Regions from separate parts of the Mus musculus genome. Here regions 1 and 3 are each linked to region 2. Evidence: chromatin contacts called from public HiChIP or PLAC-seq and promoter capture Hi-C data. All regions are on one chromosome and are shown on one strand. Each heading gives the region's core, a stretch centred on a gene start, on an enhancer-like site or on the middle of the called end of the contact. The rest is flanking DNA. Distances are from core to core; before and after follow the strand shown.

Region 1 (4,712 bases), core at 1,640-4,139, 2.0 Mb before region 2:
ATCAAACTCAGGTCCTGATGTTTGAGGAGCAAGCACTTTACCTACAGAGCAATCTCTCTAGCTCCTTAGAACAAAGTTTTAACATTTTTCCTTTGGCCATACTTATAGAAGACATTTTGTTCTCTCCCCAGTAGCAATATTTTTGGACTGTTTCTTCCAGTCAGCTTATTTGCAGAATTGTTTTAAGTAACACTAATTTTGCTGCAGCAATTGAAACAAATGTTTCCATTTTGAAAATGTCTACTGGAAAAATAAAGATTTGTAATTCAAATGAATGGAGGGATTGTTAGATTGTTCTTAGGAAAAAAAATGAAATGTTTATTTTTTCCACAAGAAAATATAAACACTACTCAAGACATCCATTAGTAAATTTCTCCTGAGGAGACCTAGGTTCTACAGAAGGACTTATGAACTATGATTGATGGCACAGATGTCTTAATTCTCCATTTTCATTAGACAAGTATTTGTCAAAGTGGATATACAGTGTTAGCAACTAACTGAAAACGCACAGAACTGTAACACACTTGCTTCATGTCAACTTAAGCATATAATCTGTTCAGAAAAATTATAATCCAGGGAGAAAAATGTTATATCTTCCCCCAAAGGAGACTTACTGCTTTTTTGAAGGATTGCTACAAAAATAAAATCTTTACTTATTTTAGGACATAATTGTACAATCTAGGTCTTACATTTTTTTCTATACATAAAAGCATGTGATCTCAAGGCTTATGCGAGTTAAGGCTACCTACTTGTATTAAGTTGGTGTTTATCAATGTGCTTCCAAGCAATTTTGTTGACTTTTAGAGCATTCATTAAAAAAAAAAAACCCAAAAGAACTTATTCACTCATCTGATTAAATATTAAACAAGATACCAGGCAATATTAAATATTTCAAAAGATAAAATATGAGAGGTGGGTGAATTCTTAGAATCAGGGAGAATCAGGGACAATTTAATTTAATGAATGTTTCTTGGCTGCTTTTGGATATAAGTGATAGGATCAAGCCTCTGTCTCATGCTGTCCATAGTTTTGACTATAGAATCCAAAAACTGAAACTCTGGACATAACCTTTTAAAGATTATTTGATTTAGTTTCTTGTGTTGATGAAGAAAAAAAAAAAAAGAACTAATCCCTTAAGGTCATTGGTTTATGTTTTTTAAAAAAATTTCTAGGGATAAAGATAGCCCATCCCAATACAAAGAGCCTGGCTTTGGTACTAGATAGTAATGGTTACATGAGTTACACATCAAACCTCAGGCCTTAACCCATGCAACATCTAATCTCACAAAGCCTCACAGCTATGTCAATTCTATAATGTTTTCTTTTCTTTCTCTCAGCAAGTACTCTCCTACTGAGCTGTCTCTTCACCCTTTTAAAAGTGATAAATTTAAAAACATTTGAGTTTTCCAGGTAGCCCTTAAACTTGTGATCCTCATTCTTCAGCCATTCCATGCTGGAATAAGGGATGTGTGCTTCCTTCCACCCAAGGTTTGCTCCATTATTATTTATTCTTGGAGACAGGGTTTCTCTATGTAGTTGTCTGTCCTGGAATTCACTGGGTAGAGAAGGCTCTTGAACTTGGAAAGATCCACCTGTCTCTGCCTCCAAAGTGCTGATATTAAAACACCATGTCCAGCTTTAAATCATTATTTTAAGATAGGGTCTTACTATATACACCATGCTGGCTTCAAACTCGTGGCAAGTCTCCTGCCTCCGTCTCCTCAGTGTTAGCATTACAGATGTGAGTCACCCTAGCTTGTTTATTACTATCATCATTGTTTTTTGTTTTTTATAAAAAGGATGCTCCTGAGGCTTGCAGAGAACTTCTGGGCTCTTGCTGGTCTCCTGCCTCCTGAGTAGCTTGGGCTACGTGCCATGTGCCACTTTGTTTGGCTACTGGGTTTATTTTATACTGATACTGAGGCCAAAAAGAGATATGATAATTTAGTCAAGGTCACATTCCCAGTGGTGACACCAGGATTCATACTGGAGACATTAACTCTGCAGCTTCCCAAGTGATTTTTACAGTATTTACCTTCATCGAGGGACGCAATAGAATCAGTTAAGCCTCAGTGCTGGAAAACACAAGTGGATAATGAAGTAATCTCATTCAATACTTAAATATCCTATATTGAATAATTCAGAGCCCCAAACCTTCCCTTTCAAAAATCAAGTGTCTCTTTGTGGAATAAATTGACATCAAATCCCCCCAGATTTGTCATCAATATACAATTCATAATATAATAAAACACAGACATGTCTTGTAGAGAATAAAGTTCCAGGTCTTTCTGTGGATTTCAGTTTCCAGAATCTCTGATGAATACATGTGACTAAGGAAAAGAATAGCTGAATCACATCTACAGGCGATTCCTTCCGATTAAAAATCTGTACCAGAAAGGAACACAAGGCAATCCATCTGCCTTTTAACCTCAACAGCTCTTCTGCCCAAGCCCACCAATTTACTTTGGTCCTTTTGGGTGGGTGGGTAGGTGGGGGATGGGGAATAATCCCACAGGCTAAGGCAGAAAGGAAGCATCCTGGCTTGGCTCCTGCTCTAGCCAGCAGGGGCCGAAATGCCAGTGCACCGGGTACCCGCGGTCCGCCGGGACAGCGCAGTGACCGCTGAGGCAGAGCAAGAGTCGTGATGGACGCCAGCCGTCAGGCAGTTTAGAGCAAAAGGGAAGCTTCCCAAGGGATCAGGGGGCAGAAGCGAGAAAAGCCGCGGACGGGACGCAAGCTCGCCGGTCGGCTCGGGTACAGCCGCCAGCTCACCCTGCGGAAGGGCGCGCGGCCCAGGCCCAGGCCCAGGCCCAGGCCCGGCCCGCGCATGCGCCGCGGGCCCTCCGCTCCCCTCCCTCTTCCTGGCGGGTCTGGGGCGGCGGCGGCGCGGTGACGTCAGGGCGTTGGGGCAGCTCCTGTGACAGACGGAGCTGGAGCGGCGGGGCGGCGGCGGAGTCCGGCGGCCGAGATAGCGAGTGAGGGAGCGAAGGAGCAGCGAGCCGAGAGTCCAGGGAGCGAGGAGGACCCGGAGGGGAGCGCTCAGGCGCGAGCGAGAGGACGAGCGAACGCTGGGCTAGGGCTCGAGCCCCGGAACGGCCGAGGAGCCCGCCCGCGGCCCTCCCCTCCCCCTCCCCGGGACCGGGCCCAGCGCGCCATCCTCCCCCTCCCTCCCTCCCTCCCTCCTTCCTCCCTTCCCTCTCCCTCCCCCTCCCCCGCTGGTGGATGGGAGTGAAGGACGGAAGAGGCCCTGCGGAGGCGGTGGTGCAGCGCTCCGGTAAGGCGGCGACGCTCTGCGCCCTCCCCTCTGTCTCTTCCATCGCGCTCGGGTGGCTGCGGGCCGGGCCGGCGGCCTGACGATGTGGCTGCGCCGGTCCCCTCCCTCCCATTCTCCCCTCCCCCTGCCGCCGCTGCCTCCTCCTTCTTCTTCTCCTCTCCTCGCTCTCAAAATGGCGGCCGCGACGGCCGTTGAGTGAGAGGCACCGAGGAGGGGGCCCTGGCCTGGGAGGGCGCTGCCCTGGCTCCGGTTCCTCCGACCCTGGCAGTGGGCTACTCAGGCTGCTGAGGGTTCAAGCCGTGGCCTCTCGGGCGGCATCGCCCTCCTGCCGCCGTGACTTAGCAAGAAAAGTATTCTTGGGTGGGAAGGGCGTGGATAGCAGGTCGCTCTCTGATCTTGGGGAAAGGGCTCAGCCCTCCTGGGCCGCGGAAGCGAACCCGCAGTCCCCACCCCTCCTTGGCTGGCGACTCGCCGCCGGGGCTCCAGCAGCTACCAGGCCTTCCAGGCGTCGGGTTCTCCGCTTGTCCTTAGGTTGAGGGTGGACCCGGGGAGGATGGCCCGCCGCTCAGGCCCTCGGCCCCCCGGTGCGGTGGTGGTCCAGCCTCTGCATTCAGTAAAGATCTGCAGCATCCACCCACCGAATCGGGCAGGATTTTCCTTTTTGCTACTGACTCCTCGCACGGGAGTTGTCTTTTGACGTTGCTAACACTGAGCTCCCAGGTTCTCGATCATTCCCTTCATCCCATCTCTCCACTCCATTAGGAAACGCTGTGACTATTTACCCTCTCTAGCCTCCCAGGTGAGAAAATGTTTTTTTGAGACGGTGGGCTGATTTCGTCTCCCAAGAGGAAAGAATTTCAGTCTTGAGATAGGAGAAAGCAAGGTGCCTGGCTTTATTTGTTATCCTGCCTGCTTTTTCCAGTGACTTAGCAAGAAACTCCTTGGGAGGAGCGCAGGAAATTTTCTGTTGAGGTTGGGTTTGGGTGTAATTCCTATCAGTATTTTTGGCTAAGAAATTGTGCCTTTGAAGAGTACCAGATTTGTGGTCTCATTCTCAATGGGCGATGTCATGTCAAGGATACCTCCTCCTCACCCCCCCCCCCCTTTAAGAGACAATTGGGAGAAAATAAAATTACTGCTTTTCTTACCTTTAATTTCAAACACACCCTCCTAAAGATTCACAACCTTTAAAAGATCCAGTAACATAAAGGTCATTTTAGCAATTCTCTTTTTGTTGGGTTGGCTTGTTTTGTGTGAAATTTCTTTTCTGGGGGTGGGATGGTGGAGACTTTGTTTGGGCCTCATGCCAGTAATATTGTCTTCTCTCTTCATTTTGCCACAGCAGTTGTTTGCTGTGTTTCCCCCTGCAGTAGAGCTTGATTGCTGCAGGATTCAATCCCTTAATTAGGAATATTCTTAGTTGGATATGCTAGTAATA
Region 2 (4,301 bases), core at 130-2,629:
CACTCCAGGTAGGCTGTGAATGACCCTAAATTCCAGATCCTTCCAAGTGCTGAATGAAGGAACTACAAGCAGGCAGGCATACATCACCACACCCAGCACTTTCAGTCACTTCGCTTTCTCCTCCTCTGTTGGACAATGTTCACCACCTCCAAGGTGTTTAACAGATAGAAAAAGTAAAAATGAAAACAGAATCCAGTCCCAGCCATGAATCTGGCCTCAGTTCACTTAACTATAAAGGGCAAATAACACACCTGGCAGGCCTACTTCGTGTCACTCTTAAACCTAATTCAAATCTGAGAAGACTACACAAACTGTCACACTACCCAAATCTCAGATCAAGAAATGATGAGTTTAATCAACACTTACCAAAAAATACAAACAAAAGACAAAAACAAAATAGGCCAGGTCTAGATCAAGTAAATCTTCAGCCACTCAACAAAGTCCAACAAGAAGTATTTTTCTCCAACAATGGGGTACACAGGAGAAGCACACCGGCCAGGTCTAATATTGTCTGATCACTACTAGGTAACTCACTATCTCAGGGCTTTCACCCCAACTCATACAGTAAAGCTATGGCAAGCAAAGATCCTAACATTATTCCTTAAGGGAGGCTGCACCTGAGAAACCGGATGCCTTTACCTGCAATGTCGTAAAGTACTAAAAAAGAGACGAAGGACTAAAGCAGGAGGTAAAGGAACCGAAGCCTGGCTTTAGCACACCTCTTTCAAGCAGTGTGACCTTGGTCAACTTCCTTACTGAGGAAACATCTCCTTTTGCCCCTTTGTAAACCTCAGAGAATCTGAGCGTGCCCACATTTGCTAGGGCTGCCAAAAAGCTTAAAGACTATTACAGCGCACGCCCAAGAAGCCCGTCGTCCAGCTGCAGTCCCGGCTCTTCCAAGGAAGAGTCCCAAGCTCTTCCGCAGGCAAGAGATGCACCCTTCCGGATGCAGGACCTGCCATGACAGCAGTTTCGATTTCCTAAGGAGAGGGGCACTTCCCTCCCCGTTCCAGCATGGCTGGCACAAGAAGCTCCTCTACAGCTTTCTCGAGTCCCGCGGGTGCATTCGCTCCCAGGACCCGACCCCTTTCTCGTTCTGAGACTACCGGGATCGGGGTTGGGGGCGGGGGGTGACGAGTGAAGACAGACTGCAGGAGGGGCGTTGCCATAGGAACGGCGCTGAGAACCCCGGCCCGGGGAGCCCCGAAACGCTACATAGGAAGGCTCGCGAGACACGTGATGCACCGTACGACCACAGCCGGACAACCCTTCCAGGGGCTTCTGTGCCCGGCCAGTGGTACCCCTATTGCTTCGCGTCTTCCCGTGCCACCCCACAAAAAACCTACCTTCCGCCATGTCGGGCCCGGCCCTGCCTACAGCCTCGCGATAAATGCCGGCGCAAGGGAATCATCAAGTCTCGCGAGAATGGATGGAGGCGTGGCAAAGGGAGGAGCCAGAGCAGACAAGGGGTGAATGAAAGTGGAGCGGGAAGTTGCTCTAGGCGGGAGGTCCGAGTCCCACTTCGTTTTGGAAGGTTTGACAAGCGCGGACTGGGCTATCTCGTACTCCAGGCGATCGTCAGGGTAGAGCAAACATGGACTATTCTGAGGCAGGGACTGCGGATCTTTAAGTTACTTTGTAACCACGTGGGACGCTGTCCTAATACTTAAATGATAGCATTTCTCCAGGGCTTTGGGAATTTTTATGGCTAAAACCAGACAACTTGGGTTATCAAACAGGCAAACACACTGGTTACAAATATAGGGGTCGCAAAAACTGCAAATCTCTATACAATTTTATGTAAGCAAAATTGTGAGATCCCTGAGGTCAAAGTGGCAAAGCCAAATAACACTAGGAGCTAATAACGGTTGACAAGGCCATGGAGAAGGAATTCAGATTGTAAACCAGGAGCTTAAACCTTTTGTGAATGTGAGAATGATTAGATGATTTTTATAATAGCAAAATAGAGGGCTGACAATCCTAGATAGTATGCCTTTTTTGGCTGTGGAGTAGGTAGAGTGGGGAATTGAGACAGGGTTTCTCTACATAATCCTGGCTGTTCTGGAACTTACTATGTAGACCAGGCTGGCCTGACACTGATAAGAGACCCTAGTGCCTCTGCCTGGAGTGCTGCGATTAAAGGCAAGTGCCACCACACTTGACATAAATACTTTTTCTTGGCCCGGGTAACGAATATGTACTTAGCACACCTGAAGCCTCCAGGTCAACAAAGGAGAATAGAAATAATGCATCAACAGTTAAGTAGTGACTTAGAGAACAGTTAAGATTTTAGGAAGATCTGCCACAGTTAAAGAAAGCATTAGAGGGCAATGAAATGGAATAATGAAGGGATTGAGTTCAGATTATAAAAATGTAAGGGCAATGGTTAAAATTTTGAAAAGGGGACGACCCTGGCTGAAAAACACTTAGAAAATGGAAGAGAAGGACACTTAAATACATTAAGGATAATTATGTACTAAAAACTGATGTTCCGATTGTAGCAGACTACAGTAGTGAAGGAAATAACAGGGCAGTGTTAAAGTAGTGGCCCTGGATAAGCGACATGTGATTAAAGAAACAATATTTGTTAGTTTCAATAGAAGTGCCTGAGCTCAAAGCTTCACTGCCTTGCTGAGGATGGTTCATAGGTGTGTCAAATGAGTTTTTGAGATCTTCAGGTGGCTAGATAAACCAGCTTTGAGCATAAACAGACTCTTCTATCCCCTAAAAATACTCAAGCTCCTAACATTAAAACAACTTAACTGGTTGGAAAGTGCTGTCATATCTGACATCTGTTTGCAGCATGTTTTCTCTTTGCCTTGCTTTGCAAGCCCAGCAAACTTAATCTGAGCCAGGTTTTTTGTTTGTTTTTGTTTTCACTTTTTTGGACAAGTCTCATGGAGTACAGACTGGTCTAGAATTACTGGTCCTCCTGCTTTTCCAAATGCTAGGGTCAGAGGTATCCATGGATGGAGGCGTGGCAAAGGGAGGAGCCAGAGCAGACAAGGGGTGAATGAAAGTGGAGCGGGAAGTTGCTCTAGGCGGGAGATCCGAGTCCCACTTCGTTTTGGAAGGTTTGACAAGGCTCCAACTTGTTTCTAGTTGAGATACTCTTGCCCTGGATTATCCTAAAAATTTGGCCAGATCCTTTATGATGCACAGATACCAAAATCTACTATCAAGAAACTTGCTTAATAAAAACATGGTTTCTAGTATTGTGAAGAATGAGATTTTGTGAGCATTCAAGTACTGTATTTCTTTTATAGGTTATGTGTGAAAGTGTAGCATGTTTGTGGAGGCCAGAGGTCAAGGTACCTTGCTCATTTGTAGTTCACTCATTTTTCTGAGAGCGTCTGTAGCCTCAGCTGTCCTGGAATTCCTGCTGTGGACCAGGCTGGCCTCAAACACAAGAGATTCACTCGCCTCTGCCTCTGGAGTGCTAGGATTAAAGGTGGTACACCCCAACACACCCAGCTCACTGTATTTTTTTGATAGTTTTTCACTAAAACTGGAGCTCAAATATATGGATTGACAGACCAAGAAATGCCTTCTGAATCTGCCTCTCCAGCACTGGAATTTAGATAAGCATTGCTGCGCTGGATGGAGATCTGAACTCAGGTCCTCATGCTTACATGGTAAAAACTTTACCAAGCGGAGCCATCTCCCCAGCCCTTCGTGTGTTTGTGGTGCTAGCTGGGGCTTTAAATACTTGGCAAGCCCTTTGACACTGGGATAACACCCTCACTCAGCCTCTCGATTAGATTCTGCTGCAGGAAGTCATTCTTCTTGTCTAGAACTTTCTGTGCATGTGTCTGGCTATTGAAAGCTGTTTAATTTACTTCCCTTATGTGAACAGGATTCAAGTCTGTGATCGTGTCACTAATGGTCAGTGTATAGGTACCAACTCAGCAAGTCCAATCCTATCTTGACAGCTGGACTGCACACCTGTAACCAAACAACCAGAAATACCACACCCATAAAGTAATTTTCTCTGCAAACTAAACTCTGGCAAGTTCTGCAGGCTTCCAGAAAAATGAAGTTTAAATTGAATGAGGTAGTTCCTCCTTTATCTTCCTGAGGACTAAGGAGAAAAGTTCCTTGGGAGCCGAGTGCCTAGCAGAAAGAACATACTACTAAAGTCAACAATCTATTCATTTGCATTTGAAGCAGCAAAACTACTTGTTATTTACCTCATGATTTGTACACAGAGTACAGGAGCAACATCCAGGTCCTTCTATAGCAATTTTATTCCAAATATATTTATCAGAGTTAAAGTTTCTTGTTTCTAATTTAGCTCTAAG
Region 3 (4,760 bases), core at 2,259-4,758, 2.1 Mb before region 2:
CCACTACTGTTTCCTGCTCCTGCCCCTAGCTCTGCCTCTGCCTCATTTCCCACCCACAGGCTCCTCTGAGTACACTGGAGGGCCAAGCACACTGGTGGTGCCGGGGTCTCCTGTAGGTACAATCTGTGTTTAGGCCGATTTACAGAATGTTCCAGCCCACAGGTGTACTACACTCACTCTCATACAGGAAGACTCACACCTCCTCCAGGTTTTGCACCCCAGTGAAGTCAGCAAGACCATCTGGGGTGGGGTGGGTGGAGGGTAAGCACTGAACTCCTGCTGACTGCAACCTTTCTAAACTACTGAAGCCTTCTGTGTACAGGAATTCTCCCTTCCTGTATGCTAGCTACCAGAGCTTGGCACATAAGGCAGGCACTTCTGCACACAACAGCAAGCTCCCTCCAAACCAGAAGAGAATAATTCAAGTCATCTCCACAAATGCTGGCAAAACCCAGGCTCAACCCTCCTCTGGGCACTAGCACGGCCTTGGCCTTTCCTCTCTGTCATCCTTGCTTAAATGTGCATCACACCCCCGGGTTCATCACGTGACCAAGCTGGTCCACGGCAGGCTTGACCTTGTAGGTGGGAATGGAGAGGACAAGAGAACCCTGCTCAGAGCTGGACATCTGAAGTAAGTATCTCAGAGCATGAGCAGTTCTGGTCGGCAAGTTGGTATCACCTGTGGAGGTTTTAGCCCGTGGGAACCACATCTGGTCTTGAGTTCTTGGAGTAGATTTGGCTCACCAGTCCCCACCTATCTATCCTTTAAGACCCTTTGGTCCAACACCAGCTAGCTGTGACCTGAGTGCTGAACTCTGCTTCTCCCCACCTCTCACTATTTGGGGGAAGGGCTGTGTGATTTCTTAAGGGGGCTTTTCCCAGGTTCCTCTGCAGAGGCGCATCCACCAACCCACATGCCCTTACAGGTAGGCTTAACAGAGCACAGCAGAAGGGGGGGGGGGGGCTTCACCCTTTTTCTATATGGCTTGGAAGGTGAAATAAGAGTTCCCCAGAGGCAACAGTAGGGTCAATCCTGTTCCTCTCTCCAAGACTGCCTGATTACATGGGGGGGGGGGGGTATGATTGGTATTCCTGATCTGCATTGTGTTGACGGTAGCAGCAGATGACTCTTCCTCTCAAACTCTTCAATTTTCCCCCTCCCCACATCCGCCGCTGAGAGGGGTATACTAGTCGCTCTGGTTAACCACCAGCACTTGCTTGACCCTGCTCTGGACTCAAAACACAAAGGGGAGGGACATGTGGACAGATACCCCAGCCATCCATTCTGCAAAAAACCTAAGCACTTGGGTCTTGCAAATCTCCAGTGACTCCTGACCTTGAGTGGCTACTCGGTCTGACAAGGCCTGCGAACCTGCAGCTCCTCCGCCCCTTGCGGGCTACCACTCCTCCCGCCCCACCGCGCGGAACAAGCTGCAGGCGCGCGCGCGCCTTTGTGCGCGGGCACACAACACACACACTACTACCTCCTGCATGACTCATCACTGAAGCAACAATAGGCAGAAAGAAAGGGAAGGAGGGCGAAGAACTCCACCACAACACTACCGACTGAAGGGTTCTGAGGGGGTAGGGGAACCAGGAATCCCTAGGAACTGCACACACACTGCTTCAGAACTGAGGCCCTCACAAGAGGCTGGAAAGCGGGGGTCTTTTCCCTTCGGCCCCTATTTAAGCAGCACTCGAAGGCTAGGGACCATAGCCAAAGCGGGTGGATGACAGTCTCATAAACCCTCTTTTAGCCTCTGAGGGCGCGCCAAAGTTTACCCTTCTTAGGCGAGCTTATAACAATGTGGCCGGGTTGTTGCCAGAAGGGCTTAGGGACACTGTTAGTGGGTCAGTGAGATGTTACTTATAGATGTCACCCTGAGATTCTGAGGATTCCCTCGCTACAGGATCAAAAACAGGAGGATCCAGCAAGAGCCTAGGTGAACATAGCTCCTCCTACCCAGGGCAAAGGCTCTCCCTGGGAGATGGCCAGCAACCAGAGCTGGAGGCCAACCCGACTCCAGGCCCCTCGCCAGCCCCGCCCAGACCCCGCCCCTAGGCAACCGCGAGGCGGTGAGGAGGGGCCGGGCCGCACAGTCCCCAGCGGGAGTGTCCCCCGTGCACGTGGTCGGGGGCGGGGCCTGACTACGTCAGCAGTCCGGGTAACCAACGGGCTTGGGACGCAGGCACACGCAACATTCCAGCCAAGAGCGGGTTTGAAACGCGCAGACACGCCACATTCCACACCGGCTAAAGCAGGGCAAGGCAGGGGGGCCTAGGGCTGCCCCCAGCGACCCGCGGGACACTCACATGCACCCAATCAGCGCAGCTCTCAGCCAAAGCTAGACGTGCGACCCAGCCCAGCTCTGGGAGGCGGGGTCAGGCGGGGCTGGCCAGGATCATAAGACACGCGATGTCATTTCATTCTGCAAAGGCCGCCTCCGCCCCAAGCAGCGCGTAGATCTGCCGGGAGCGCTCCCCGCACCCTCCAGCCCAGGCCAGGGAATCCGAAGAGCAGCTCGGCGTAGAGTATTCCCCACCCCCACTCAGTTACGCACACGCCCACTCGTGTGCTGTACAAACACACCCGTGTACAGGTCCGTTCATCCGCTCTTCCCCGGTTCCCATCACACATCATCTTGGTGCTCACACGCAAGCACACGCGGGTCTGCCACCCCCACACATCAACATCCCTCTCCCCATCCCCCGGTTCACACATCCTCAATGGTAGCGAGGGCGCCGCCCGCCCACAACTAAGGGGCCCCCCACTGAAGGTGTACGGGGGTGCCAGTCAGCTAGGGTGGTACCCGCAGAAACTGGGTCCTTCTTTGCATGTTAATGAATTCATTAATTATTTTCAACGTTCGCATCACTCCTCCCGGACGGCAGCTCTTGCGGGGAGTTTGTGCCCGGCTTTTTAGGTCGCGCCATAGAGGGGCCTCCCTGCGATTTCCAGTGGGTTCAGGGATCGGGGTCACTGGCCTCCCCTTCTGCCCAGTGCCCCAGGGGCCCAGCCGGGCCGCTCACCACGTGCTCTCTGTTGTTGCTGCGCTTGCCATTCCAGGAAGCGGGCCGCCTCCAGTAGCGTCTCTATGCTCATCGCGGCGAGAGCAGCCGGGGGCGCGCCGGGGCCGAGGCTGCGGCCCGCGAGCCAAGCACAGGTCAGGCTGGCGGGCCGGCAGGAGGGAGGGATCACCTCCGGGGGGCGACAGGGCTGGGCGGCGCAGCGCACTCCTCAGAAAAGAACGGGGGAGCACGGGGAGAAAAATCAATGTCTCCCAAAATATTTGCAAAATAAAAATTTGCAAATTAAAAAAATTTTGATGCAAAAAATAAAAAAGGCGGCACTGCCTTCTTCCTTCCTTCTTCCTCTTCCTCCCTTCCGATGCCTCCCGCCCCGCGGCCCCCGGAGTCCCGCCGACAAGAAAGGGCTTTGCAACAAGATGGCGAGGAGGCACCGACACACACAACAAGGGAAGGAGCCGCGCTGCCCCCGGCCGCCGCCCCCGCTACTACACCGGGGCCGCAGCCAAAGCCCGGACCGGAGCCCCCGCCCGCAGGGCCGCGGCGTCTCACTGAGGGCGGGGCCGCGCCAGGGATGGCCCCGCCCACCGCGCGCGCACACGTGGCTTGGGTGGGGGTGAGAAGATGGAACCAGGCTTCCTCGCTGTTTCCGCTTTCCCTACTTGCCCCTCCTCTCCGTGGCCAGCCACAAGTTAAACGGGGTTTGCGTGCTTAGGGCATTCACGGCGGGATCTGCCTTGCTGAGAGAATGGGAAGCCCAAGGCTTCGGTTAGCTGAGACAGCGGTGACACAGGTCAGGGAGACCTATAGTCTGACCCCTAGGTCTCTTCGCCCCACGTAGACACGACCTAAATCCCGCAGCCGTCCGGTCTGTCGCAATTCCCCCCGGGATCCGCCCCTGGGCGGAGCTGACAGCAGGCTGCTAGAGTCCTGACAGAGGGACGGGAGAGCTGATCCCGTTCCGGATTTTGTCTCTGTTCCTCCCCCCGCAGTGCGTTCGCATCCTATTAGGCTACATCACCAGGCCGCCCGCCAATGGGCGGGCAGGACAACACGGCATGGAGCAGCTCCACATGGACACCCCGCGCCGCCAGCCTTCGGTTTAAAGGGACAGTGTCTACAGGGTCGTATTAGCGGGTGCGGATAGGGCCACCGGGTGACGGAAGGGTGAGACACCTACAGGGGAATTCCGCAGTCCATCCCCTGCTTTACATTACCCTCCCATTCAAAACCAGGGCTTACTTCCCTTCTCCTAAATTCTTTGTCCACCGGTTTCTGATATGGGTGGGGACTAAAAGTGTGCCACTCTAGAGGGCACCTCGTTGTTGGGCCCCGGCACCAGTAATCAAAAGGAGAAGCGTCCAAAGCCCAGGCCGAGGAGGCGTGGCCTAAATCAGGAACAACAACGTGGAGGGCGGAAGCCGCGCGCTACCCTAGCGGCCCGCTGGGCGCGGGGCGGGGTCGCTCACTGTGTTGGGTTGGAACCGCGCACTCTCCTAAGCTCGCCAGTCAGTCTTTATCTTGGCTGCAGGGCTTAGGACTGTCCCTAGGTACAGTCAGAAAGATCTTTGAAGTCAGCTTGCCCAAATCATTGCACTTTGCAGGTAAGAAAACTGAGGCCCAAGTGAAGGGACTACTCCAACTGCTCCTTGTTCATTGAGCAACTCGTAGTCTAGTCAGACCTCTCTCAACCGCCAGCTGCCTCTTACCACCTCGGGTCCTCGCAAAAGTGA

Evidence for each region. Promoter capture Hi-C pulls out the DNA fragments that hold promoters and counts their contacts. HiChIP or PLAC-seq counts read pairs in DNA pulled down with a chosen protein or histone mark.
Region 1: a contact with region 2 is called in an H3K27ac HiChIP or PLAC-seq map of embryonic stem cells, with 7 times the contacts expected there. The contact joins the promoter of Pafah1b1 here to the promoter of Ankfy1 in region 2. A contact is called at or near these places in 13 of 39 promoter capture datasets (the 3T3-L1 cell line, 3T3-L1-derived adipocytes, the C10 cell line and 8 more), 1 of 484 Hi-C or Micro-C datasets (B cells), 3 of 115 datasets of contacts at active chromatin or transcription factors (astrocytes, embryonic stem cells and large pre-B cells) and 1 of 9 other capture datasets (liver).
Region 3: a promoter capture Hi-C map of hippocampal neurons shows a contact between it and region 2, with 6 times the contacts expected there. The contact joins the promoter of Mnt here to the promoter of Ankfy1 in region 2. A contact is called at or near these places in 7 of 39 promoter capture datasets (the C10 cell line, cranial neural crest, embryonic stem cells and 4 more), 4 of 115 datasets of contacts at active chromatin or transcription factors (the NIH/3T3 cell line, astrocytes, embryonic forebrain and 1 more) and 1 of 9 other capture datasets (adipose tissue).

What each region holds. Positions count from the first base shown.
Region 1 is chr11:74,722,561-74,727,272 of GRCm38.p6, reverse strand. It overlaps Pafah1b1 (platelet-activating factor acetylhydrolase, isoform 1b, subunit 1), which reads left to right and starts at 2,889. Exons shown (of 11, transcript NM_013625.4): 1 at 2,889-3,274.
Region 2 is chr11:72,687,080-72,691,380 of GRCm38.p6, reverse strand. Ankfy1 (ankyrin repeat and FYVE domain containing 1) reads right to left here and starts at 1,379. Exons shown (of 25, transcript NM_009671.5): 1 at 1,347-1,379. The coding sequence starts at 1,356.
Region 3 is chr11:74,829,672-74,834,431 of GRCm38.p6, reverse strand. It overlaps Mnt (max binding protein), which reads right to left and starts at 3,508. Exons shown (of 6, transcript NM_010813.3): 1 at 3,031-3,508. The coding sequence starts at 3,103.